2 separate regions of the Rattus norvegicus genome follow, and region 1 is linked to region 2. Evidence: chromatin contacts called from public Hi-C data. All regions are on one chromosome and are shown on one strand. Each heading gives the region's core, a stretch centred on a gene start, on an enhancer-like site or on the middle of the called end of the contact. The rest is flanking DNA. Distances are from core to core; before and after follow the strand shown.

Region 1 (5,957 bases), core at 2,623-5,122, 330 kb before region 2:
TTTTGTGTTGGGACAGCTTCTGGCAAGTGTCCTCTTTCATGGGTGCTTGGTAGCTTTCTTACCTTAGAAAATCTGGGTCTGAGACTCAGACTGCCCATCATTACATTCCTGTCTGGGACCGGTGAATGTACTAGGACTTTACATGGGAAGGAAAGGGGGGGCTGTTTTCTACGCTGCATTTGTTGTCATTGGGAATGATTGAGGGAATTACATACTTCAAACCCTTCAAAACCTGGCTGATGGATTGGCCAAAGGCTCCTTCCACTTGAACAAGTTACCAGAAGTGTTACAAGGTTGGTTGAGGGCTGCAGTTTCTGGTGGGGAACATGTAGATAAAGATGTTAGGGACGGAGTGCCATGGTTAGATGGAGTGTCTGGGATGTTAGATAGTATTTGGGAGCCTTGATTTACAGTTCTGCTCTCGTTGCCTTGGGACCTATCTGATTATAGTACTTGGGTAAACGGTAAAAGGACTTGAATTTGTAGGGCAGAGACTCCTGAATTAAGGCAGTTCTTGTGGCCAGCAGCTGGGGACAGGTGAGAAAGCCATCCATTCTTCCAGTTCCCATTTAACTCTCCTACCACCTGAATGAATGCAGACTTGTGTGTGGGTTGGGGCAACGACAGGGGAGAGATTGAGAAGGTGATGATTTCTTTTTAGCAGACTGGACAGGCACATGGGAAGTGCCGGGGTGAGAGGTTAGATTCTGCAAGATCAGATCCTTGGAATAAAGAAGCCCTACTTTGTGCCATCTGTTGTGTCCTAGGTCTGTTTGTTTGTATGTGTTGGGGGTGGAGACTTGGAAAGCGACTCTGGAAACTAATGACTTGGATCCTGGGTTCGTTGCACTGTTCCATCCCACTAGTCCTCTTCGATGGTCCTTCCCTGCCCCAGCCTTCCGGCTCATTGTCTAGGAACCGGTGACTTCATGAAGTTTATCCGGAGCCACCTGCATCCTGCCGGTCTGAAGTCACTTCCTGACCGAGGTGGGGAGGCTTCCGGGAGAAAGTAGGAAAGAACCTGGGAAGTGCATCTGTGCTAGCCCAGGGTTCTTAATGCATGTGACCAGCCTACCCCCACCTCCTCACACGCAACCATCACCAAAGATAGGTAGGATGTGGGTCCCATAAGAACAAGAGAGGCTGGCTGTGGCAGCCACAAGGAGAAAGCTGAGTGTCTGTGTGCCCGATCCACCTCCCATTTGTAGTATCTTGGCGTCTATCTAAACATTCAATGCTTGTGTCTTTCCCCATGACTTGTGGGTCCAGGGTGCACAGGTGTGTCCCAGCCCAAGGCCAAAGGTCACTAAGTCTAAGGGTCCCTCCCTCTGGACTTTCCTCAGATGTTGGAAAGACAAATTCCATCTCTGAAGTGCCTGCACCAACTACAGGCTGTGGGTTTTTTGTTTTCCTTCTTTAGTCTAATGCTCTCCCTGGTAATCTCATTTTAGTGGCTGCTTGTATTTCTTCATTCTTTCCCAAAGTCCATAACCTAGGTTATTTAAAAAAGCAAAATACAGAAACTAAGCAGAAGTTACAGCTTGGCCCCTATCAAAAATAGGACCAGCTATCATTACTTACCATATGTTAAATGCATAGACTTATCTTTAACCCCCAGCAACTCTAAAAAAGTAGGGAGTATTCTCCCCAGTTCCCAGATGAAACCAATTGAGAAGTTAAGTCTCTTGACCAAGTAAAACGTGGTAAAGACAAGATTGGGACTGTGATCTGATTCTAAAGTTCTAAAGACCAGGCTCTTTTGAGACTCAAGTATTTTCTACACCATTGACATATCCCTGTTCATGAGTCTACGGATAACAAAACTGCAGACCCAAAGGATTTCAGCATTTCATTTTCCACATATGCACTGAGAAATGCAACATAAGTTGGTTTGGATTTGCTTGGTGCAAGGGATTGAACCCAGGGACTTCCACGAGAGGCCAAAACCCTTTGGGTTTAGAGAACAGGGCTTTTCATTTTATAAACCTAACTAATTTATTATGGTCGCATGCATGTGTGGTATTTTCGTGTGCACACACCATGGCGTGTATACGTGTGAAAGTTAGAGGATGACTTTGTGGAGTCAGGTCTCTCCTTCCGAGTTCCTGAGTTTCAGGGATTGAACTCGGGTTACCAGGCCCTCAAAGCAAGCACTTCACCTGCTACACCATCTCTCTAGCCCCTCGAGCTTTTGAGGCAGGGTCTAATATGTAGCTCAGGCTGGTTTCAAACTTGACTCTGCCTCCTAAGTACCAGAGTAACTGGGGCATGCTAACACGGCCAAGTTCACCATTTATTCCCTTAAAATAGGATCACACTAAATTGCCCAGACTGGCCTTCATTTCAGTCTGTAATCCCGACATGCCTCAAGCTTGCTGCCCTCTTACCCCAGTCTCTTAAATAGCTGGGGTTGCAGACAGGTCTGTGCAGTCAAACTTGGTTTATATATTTATGTTAATGTGTAGTGTTTTGCCTACATGTATGTACGTGACCCACATGGGTACAGTGCCTGTGGAGGCCAGAAGAGGGTGTCAGATCCCCTGGGACAGGAGTTACAGACCACACCGTGGGAGCTGACAAGACCTGAGCCCTGGTCCTCTGCAAGAACAGCAAGTGCTCTTAACTGCTGAGCCATCTCTCCAGCCCCTACAGTATGATTTCTTAACAGCATAGATTCTTATCCCATCCCCCTCTTGTTTGCCTCATTCCCCATTGGTCTGCGTATGAATTCAAACCCAAGGTTTCAAGGTCAGAGTCCTGGGGAGCCTGAGGTATAGTAAAAGAAAAGCCCAAGTCATTGCTCTCACGAGGTGAGGGGGAAGTTCCTGCTAGAGCCCTGGTTAGATAAGAGGCTGATTGCTCCAGTGACCAGGGTCATAGATGGTCTCTCTTAAGTAGTTCAGCATAAGATCAAAAAACCAAAACAACTGCTCAGGAAATGGCCAGTACTAGAAGGCTTAGAGAAAGCTTCCAGCAGCGCTGAGGGAAAAGTAGGTAGGAATGGGGGACTCGGATGGTGTGACAGCCGCCCTTCCTCTCCCCAGTTATTTTTGGTCTCAGTGACCTGCAAGTTTCCTGCTAGTGGGGTCAGAAACGGCAGGAAAAAAAATTCTCATTACAGAAACGAATGCCAGGACTCCAACACGTCACCGGCTTCGTTCTTCAGTTCCCTGCCTCCCCGCTTTATAACGGGGGTGGGGGTGGGGTGGGGAGCAATACGGGGAATTGAACCAGGACCTACTATTCAATAGTTCCGTATACCCCCTCTTAATTAATTTTTAAAAATTGAGACAGGGTCTAGATAAACTGCCCACGTTGACCATGATCTTGCCCCTGGTTCCAGAGCAGCTGGAATCACAGTCTGTGCTTTCCAGTCTTCTCTCTTCCTCGCCCCCTACCCCTCGATTCAGTCGTCTAGAATTTTTCAGGGCATTTCTAGTCGCCTCAAGTGCTCTATCAGTTTGACTCTTACCTCATAACCTATCCCTTCGTACCCACGCTGCCTGGCAATTCTTGGATCCCTCACTAAGCAAGTGAGTTTCTGCCTGGTCAGGACCAGTTTATCCAGAACCAACCCTTTGATGCAAGTCTGGAAATGTGATTGACCCAGCACCCGCAGAACCCTCGCGGTAGGTCCCTTGTCACGTGAGACCTAGCCTCCTCATGCCCCGCCCTACGCATGCGCCCCTCTCTCACTGCAGGTCCAGAACAATGCTGTAAACCCCGCCCAGCCCCTCCGGACCCACCCCCTGCTCTGAAGAACTGCATCCTAATTGGCGAGCCAAGTGTTGGATGTGGCCCACTTAGGCAGGTGGTGATTCTTCAAAGATAACATAATCCACAACCAGATTACCTCTCGTTAGGGTTGTGGCTCGAACCTGGTTTTGCTTTTTGGCCTCTAAAGAAATCATCTGGCTGGCGTCTGGGTCTCAGCTGCGGGCTAACCCGGCCCTGTGTCGGTGGCAGGTCCCGGTTCATAGGCCTCCTTTCTCTTGGGGAAAGGCGCAGGCGCCACATGCTTTATCAGTAACTTCCTGGCGACCAGCCCCAGCTTAGCGCCAAGCGTCCTGCAGGGTTGGTGGGAGGGCCAAAGTGAGCGGTTTAAAGCCCAGATCAAGCAGGGGCTCTTAGGAGCTACCCCTTTGTTCCTTCCGGAATGGTGCATAGGACTGAGCCCCCCGATGGGGGCTGGGGATGGATGGTGGTGCTCTCAGCGTTCTTCCAGTCGGCGCTCGTGTTTGGGGTGCTCCGTTCCTTTGGTGTCTTCTTCGTGGAATTTGTGGCGGCGTTTGAGGAGCAGGCAGCCAGAGTCTCCTGGATCGCTTCCATAGGGATCGCGGTGCAGCAGTTTGGGAGTGAGTGCTGCGTTCGGGTGCGGTGGTCTGCCACCCTCGGAGAAAAGAGGGAGTTTGGGGACCAGAAAGGGAAAAGTGTCGGGAGGATGCTGAGGGAGGATGGCGGAGACCACCTCGCAGAACCCATTCCAATTCCCCAGGCCCAATAGGCAGTGCCCTGAGCACGAAGTTGGGGCCCAGGCCTGTGGTGATGACTGGGGGCATCTTGGCTGCGCTGGGGATGCTGCTTGCCTCATTTGCTACCTCCTTGACCCACCTATACCTGAGTATTGGGCTGCTGTCAGGTGAGACCCTGGGCAAGGGCAGAAGTCCAAGGCCTGGATTTTAAGCGTTTGGATTTTCACCTTCTTTCCTCTTTCCAAAAAGGCTTAGGGAGAACCTATGCCCTGAAGGAAATTCTTAAGCTGAATGACTAAGTCAGAGATAATCCAGAAAGCACAAGCCCAAACCCATCAGGCTGGAGTGTAGAAGGGAGAATTTCTTTAAGATTGTGCTACGTATGGGCTGAAATAGATATCATTGCCTACTTAAAAAATAACAATGAAGCTTTCCATGCTTACACACCTGGGCAAAGGAAGATTAATGTAGCCAGAAACAGTAGAAATGGGGCTCTTAATGCCAAAGTTTTGTGTTAATTACTTTAGGACCACTATCTCTTGTCTTCCCAGATTCTCAACATGTGGGGAGCGACCCCTCTGAGAGAGTCAAACGATCCCTTCATGGGGGTCGCATAGCAGATACACCCTGACATCAGATATTTACATTCACGATTCATAACAGTAGCAAAAATACAGTTAGGAAGTAGTGATGAAAATAATCTTATGGTTGGGGGTCACCACAGCATGAGGAACTGTACTGAAGAGTCAATACATCAAGAAGGACAGACACCAGTGCCATAAAGTGTGTTAACCCCATTTTGCAGATGAGGTGGTTGAGCCTGGGAGAATAAGCAGAACACAGAACGTCACACAGCTAGAAAATGTTAAAGCCAGCACTATGAGGACCCAGGTCTGAGGGAGTCCAAAGCAGGGGCTAGTCTGCCACTAAGTAGTGTTGGGATTGCTGGGTGCTCTAAACACCTCCAAAGCCCACAGCCTCCCACCTTGTTTTCCTTTCCACAGGCTCTGGCTGGGCCCTGACCTTCACTCCGACCCTGGCCTGCCTTTCCCGTTACTTCTCTCAGCGACGATCTCTGGCCATGGGGCTGGCCCTGACTGGAGTGGGCATCTCCTCTTTTGCGTTCGCCCCCCTCTTCCAGTGGCTGCTCAACAACTACGCTTGGAGGGGAGCACTCCTGTTAGTGTCTGCCCTCTCCCTACACCTGGTGGCCTGTGGTGCTCTCCTCCGCCCACTCTCCCTGACTGAAGACACTGCTGTGGGTGGCCCTTGGGCCCAGATCACCTCCCTCCTCTGTCATGGTCCCTTCCTCCGATACACTGTTGCCCTCACCCTGATCAACACTGGCTACTTCATTCCCTACGTCCATCTGGTGGCTCATCTGCAGGACCTGGGTTGGGACCCCCTGCCTGCTGCCTTCCTGCTTTCAGTGGCTGCTATTTCTGACCTTGTGGGGCGTGTGGCATCTGGTTGGCTGGGAGATGC
Region 2 (5,906 bases), core at 2,688-5,187:
TCCCGGTGAGGTTGGGATGGAGGTGCACAGGGTTTCCCTACAGTGGAGAGGAATGGCCAAGAGGCTGAGGGACCAAAGGCTGTCTCCTCTAACTTCCAGACAGGAAAAGGAAGCCTGGATTCATGCCAAGTATGTGGAGAAAAAGTTCCTGACCAAGCTTCCTGAAATTCGAGGGAGAAGAGGTGGCAGGGGACCCCCAAGAGGACATCCTCCTGTGCCCCCAAAGCCTTCCATCAGGCCACAGTCGGGGATTGTCAGATCCAAGTCAGGTAGGGAGTCTGGCTCATTGCTGTACGCTCAGTACTGGCCGGGCAGTACAGGAAGGCAGAATATGAGGTCCAGGATGTCCCTTGGAGGAGGTTGGGAGGAACAGACTACTGTCAGGAGGGTGTGACATTGACATGAGGAAAAGTGGGAAGAGCCACAAAAAGGGGCATGTCCAGAGAGAGGTTGAGCTTGTCATCTCCAAGGAGGTTTCTGTTTGTTGTTTTGTTTTGTTTTAGTATAGAATAGAGTTTATTCAGGGCATGGGGAGGAGAGCTGAGAGGGTAGTAGAGACAGAGAAAGGCAGAGAGAGAGAGAGAGAGAGAGAGAGAGAGAGAGAGAGAGAGAGAGAGAGAGAGCGAGCATTTCCAAAGGTTTGGAAAGAAGGGTTATGAGCCTAGGCAGGGCGGAGGAAGGTAAGCACTGAGTCTGTCAGGGAGTCAGCTCACCTCTGGCATCCAGCCAGGCTGGGGAGATGAGCAATACTATCTCTTCCACACCCAGGGCCCTGCACACACACACACCGACACGTACGCACGTCCACACGCTCCCATTTCTCACCACAGCCCTGAGTCACAAGGGCCTCCCCACCCACTGCAGCATCTGGAGACTTTGCTGAAGATTTCCTTTCCAGAACTGGCACTGATTCTCAACAGAACTAAATCCCCTTAACAGAGTCCCCATCTGAAGACATAGGAAGCCTGCACCCTGGGGCCCTGCTGTTCCAAGCTGCTGGATATCCGCCATCTCTTCCTACCATGGCTGATGCCCTGGCCCACGGAGCTGATGTCAACTGGGTCAATGCAGGCCAGGGGAACGCCACACCTCTGATCCGGGCCACAGCTGCTGTGAGGACCATGCTGACCTCCCCTACTCTATCCTAAGCTCCTCTTGTCTCTCCCTGGGGCTCCATCCCATAGGGAAAGATACATGATAAGAGTAGGTGTTGGAAGTGTGATTTGGAGGTGGTAAATTAGATTTTAGATCTATCACTTAACGCAATTTTAAACAAGTTGTCAATATCTCTGTGACTTAAGTCTCCTCAATGTAAAATAAGAATAGCAGGAGACCAGAGAGATGGCTCGGAGGTCAGGAGCTCATGTTGTGTTTGCTCAGGACCAGTTCCCAGCACCTCCAAGGCAGCTCATGACTGTGACTCCAGGGCCAGGATATTCAACACCGTCTACCCGCCCCTCATTCACTACATGTGGTACACAGGCACACATGTAGGCAAAACACCTAAACACATAAAAATAAAACAATCTTTAAAAGAAAAGAGAAGGGGTTGGGGATTTAGCTCAGTGGTAGAGCGCTTGCCTAGCGAGCGCAAGGCCCTGGGTTTGGTCCCCAGCTCCGAAAAAAAAAAAGAAAAGAAAAGAAAAGAAAAAAAAAAGAAAAGAGAAATAATATGCCTCGTCAGGGTGCAGGATTCACTTTGGGGAGAGACAAGAGTTTCTCTGTGTATCCCTGGCTGTCCTGGAACTCGCTCTGTAGACCAAGCTGGCCTTGAACTAAGAGACTTACTTGCCTGCCTCTGCCTCCTGAGGGGGGTACTTAAGATTAAGACATGCACTACCACTGCCTGGCTTTTTTTTTTTTAAACAAATGCTATCTTATTTTTTATGTGAACTGGTGATTTGCCTGCATGTGTATATATGGGAGGGGGTCCCCTGGAACTGGAGTTACTATGTGGGTGCCTGGGATTGAATCTGGCATCTGGCTCCTTTGGAAGAGTAGCTGATGCTTTTAACCACTGAGACATCTCTCCAGCCACGGGATTGATTTAATCTATGAGCGTATAAAGATCGAGGGCCAAGCCCGACACCGAGTTGTACCCTGAATACCACACTCCACACTCTGGTTATCTTGATTACACTACCCTAAAACATCCAAAAATCCACCTTTAAAAATGCCATCTCTTCTTGATCTCATCCATGCAGAATTCTCTTCTAGCCTGTGAGTTTCTCCTCCAAAATGGGGCAAATGTGAACCAAGCAGACAGTGCTGGCCGGGGCCCACTCCACCATGCCACCATTCTTGGCCACACAGGGTAGGGAGCCGAGGAAATGCCACCATGGGGAGGAAGCTTTCTGGGAATGAAGTTGGGGGACGACTGCAGCTGAATTTAGCTGTCCTCTCTAGGCTTGCTTGCTTGTTCCTGAAACGGGGTGCGGATCTGGGGGCTCGAGACACAGAAGGCAGGGACCCTCTGACTATCGCAATGGAAACCACCAATGCTGACATCGTAACTCTGTGAGAATCAGCAGGCTAATGCTTAGACGACCGTCTATTCATCTTTGGGGTGGGGCTAATGCCAAAACCAGACTTGGAGGGTGAGGTCTGGGGAGGGGTGTGTGTGGTGGGGTGTGGAGCAGGTGCACGACCAGTAAGGTGAGATACTGAGAGTTCGCCTCGAGAGCCATTATTAGGTCACCGACATTGCATAAAAGTTTGTGTTTGAGCTTTATTTAAAGCACTAGTTATGGACAAGCATTTTTAAAGAGTGATGCAACTCAAGAATTGGGAGTTGTTGAGAGGATGGGGAGTTGGAGAAGAAGAGTATGAGGTCTTATTTTTACTCCTTAATCCCCACCCTTCAGGCTACGATTGGCAAAGATGAGGGAGGCTGAAGCGGCCCAGGGCCAGACAGGTAAAGTAACTTCGTATTTTCCCCGACCCCATGTCCATACCGGAATGCTGGTCCTTGCATACCTATCTCCTTAGTACCCAACTGCATTAATATCATTGTTTGTTCAACAAACATGTTTTGGGCACAGAGAACGTGCCTGACCTTTGGAACAAAGGAAAAGGCGCCGGTTCTGTGCTTAGGATGCACCCACACGTAAAGTGCTTACCCTGCCAGAACCACCTGTGTAGCCCAGCCTCCCAGCCTCCCAGCCCCCCAGCCCTTCCTCTCTCTTCCTCAGGAGACGAGACGTATCTCGACATATTCCGAGACTTCTCCCTCATGGCGTCGGACGACCCAGAGAAACTGAGCCGTCGAAGTCACGACCTCCATACGCTTTGATCCCGTCCCTCCCCACCCTGCTGTGGCACATTCTCCATTAAAGTCTCTCGGCTTTGCTTTTTCTGTCTCATTTCACTTACTGTGCGCCACCTGGGGGCCCGGCAGGGTGTTTGGTACACTGGCCACCCGGCAGCCGTGGTTACTCATGAGGTTAGGGTTTCTCTAGTAAAGGAGGAGGCTGACTAGCACCCAGTAGATTGGAGGAAGGAGTTTTCCAGCCCAGACGACCAGCGGAGCCACCGCGTGGGCTTGCCGGGATGGCCCGAAGGCATCCCGGGAATGCAATGGCTCAGCATCCGCCCCCTCGGGAGTTCCCGACCGGGATCCAACCCTGAGACTTGCATTTTTTCAGAATAGAGGGATGAACTGGAGACTCCAGTCCCGACCAAGTTGTACTAGTGAGGTCATGCACACCTGAAGGGAACGGGGGTGGGGGGGCGTCGTAGCCACATCCGCAACAAAGCCAGTGAATCATTCCACCCCCGCTCCTCTCCGCCGGTCCTGCTCGTCCGCCCCATCTTTCCCACTGGCAAGGCCCCGCTCCCATCCCTCGCAGAGCCCGGCCAGCCCAAGGGGGTGTAGGGCGGGGCGCTAAGGGGCGGGACTGTCGCTTAAAGGGCCACTGACCGCTGCCCTTAGGCCACTTCCTGGGGGTGGAGAGGACCTCAGTAGCTGCTGCGACAACCCAGGAAGGCGGTAACGCCCAAGTCCTGGGACTGTTTGTTTCCAACAGAGTCCTGGGACACTGTCAGCTCTGACTGCGAGAGCATCGTCTCCCCTCAGCCATACAGAACTGCTGGCCACTGGCTCCTATCAGTTGCGCCTCCATCTTTTGGGACTCGCGCCCCTAACCCTGGTTGGGGCTCTGGACAGGTCCTCGGAACCCGGCGTGGACTCTACTAAAAAAAGCTCAGAAACTCAGGAGCTGAAGGCAGCGTCCGACCGGTGCTCGCCACCGTCACCTGCTGGTTGAATTCCGGAAACCCACTGTCTGAAGTATACAGGAGGGAATCGCTGACCACGCACAATCAGAATCGTCTGGACCAAAAGCTCCCTGATCCTGTGTGGCTGCCTTCTGTTCTTTACATCGGTCCTTTCATTCTTTCGGGGATTTCTGTGTCCTGAAGCTCCCAACCAGCATCAAAGTAGCTTGGGTGAGCTACAAACTTTGCTGTCTTGTTCTCCAACTTCTGCCTCCAACTTAGCGAGTCTGAACGTTACCACCCAATTCTTTCCAAACTCCGAAAATCTGCTTTTTCCTTCTCCTTGTCTGCCTTCTATAGTCCCCAAAATTTCCCCCCCTCCTGTGTCCTCTTCACCCCCTTCCTTTGGGGGCCCCGTGACCCTAAATGTGGGGGGAACACTATATTCCACTACACTGGAGACCCTGACACGCTTCCCAGACTCCATGCTGGGGGCCATGTTTAGGGCTGACACCCTAATGCCGGCCAATCTCAACCCGCAAGGAGATGGCCATTACTTCATCGACAGGGACGGTAAGGCTTTCCGGCACATCCTCAATTTCCTGCGGCTAGGCCGTCTGGACCTGCCCCGTGGGTATGGAGAAACTGCCCTTCTTAAGGCAGAGGCTGACTTCTACCAGATCCGGCCCCTCCTGGATGCACTGCGGGAATTGGAAGCCTCTCGGGGTACACCTGCGTCCACAGCTGCCCTGCTCCATGCTGACGTAGATGTTAGCCCCCGCCTGGTGCACTTCTCTGCTCGACGGGGCCCCCACCACTATGAGCTGAGTTCTGTCCAGGTGGACACCTTCCGAGCCAACCTCTTCTGCACAGACCCTGAGTGTCTGGCTGCCATGCGCAACAGATTTGGTGTGGCCAGTGGGGACAGGGCAGAAGGAGGTCCACATTTTCGGCTAGAGTGGGCCTCCCGCCCCCAGGAACTCCCTGAAGTAGAATATCAAAGACTGGGGCTCCAGCCACTGTGGACTGGGGGACCAGAAGATCGGCGGGAGGTAGTGAACACGCCTACGTTCCTGGAGGAGGTGCTACGGGTGGCTCTGGAACATGGCTTCCGCCTGGATTCTGTCTTCCCAGACCCTGAAGACCTTCTGAACTCTAGATCCTTGCGCTTTGTGCGCCACTGAAGATGCTACCCTTCACTTGACTGAGGAGAGGAGGGGGAGTGAGACAGCCAAGGGGCTAATGGCTCTTCTAAAACCTCTTTCTAGTTCTGGTGTGGGAGCTATGAGAGTCAGGGATCCCACCAGGCCTGGGATTCCCAAACTGAGCTGCCCCACTACCCCCAAGACTTGTGAATGGTCTAGAAGATCAATACTGGGACTTATCCTGGGAAAGCATCATGGATTCTCTAGCCTGTTCTTGCTTAAGGATGGGTCCTCTGTATTCAGAGGTGTGGAAAAGTAAGAAAGCACCCCTTTGCCCAGGCTAAACCTAGCAGAGCTCTGGAGGGTTGAGCACTAGGTGGGAGGACACACTTTGAATTATCAGATGTAATCTGTTCTCTAGACTGTGGTTTCCTCTACTGGACCTGTCACCTTATCCTACTGTGACCATTAAGAGGCCAGTACACTCTGGGAGGTTTTTTTTACTATGTCCCAAGCCACCTACTGTGGGACACACCACCCTAGGAT

Evidence for each region. A called contact is a pair of places that touch in the nucleus more often than the background predicts.
Region 1: a contact with region 2 is called in a Hi-C map of hepatocytes, with 2.5 times the contacts expected there. The contact joins the promoter of Slc16a13 here to the promoter of Kctd11 in region 2. A contact is called at or near these places in 3 of 12 Hi-C or Micro-C datasets (the Rat2 cell line, hepatocytes and kidney).

The regions. Positions count from the first base shown.
Region 1 is chr10:55,434,360-55,440,316 of GRCr8, reverse strand. It overlaps Slc16a13 (solute carrier family 16, member 13), which reads left to right and starts at 3,872. Exons shown (of 4, transcript NM_001005530.1): 1 at 3,872-4,355; 2 at 4,496-4,639; 3 at 5,477-5,957. The coding sequence starts at 4,157. Bcl6b (BCL6B, transcription repressor) reads left to right here. Exons shown (of 8, transcript NM_001108279.1): 8 at 1-751.
Region 2 is chr10:55,101,486-55,107,391 of GRCr8, reverse strand. Kctd11 (potassium channel tetramerization domain containing 11) reads left to right here and starts at 3,937. Exons shown (of 1, transcript NM_001108831.2): 1 at 3,937-5,906. The coding sequence starts at 4,701. The coding sequence ends at 5,399. It overlaps Acap1 (ArfGAP with coiled-coil, ankyrin repeat and PH domains 1), which reads left to right. Exons shown (of 22, transcript NM_001105796.2): 16 at 1-5; 17 at 100-269; 18 at 940-1,112; 19 at 2,205-2,314; 20 at 2,407-2,517; 21 at 2,865-2,914; 22 at 3,192-3,352. The coding sequence ends at 3,292.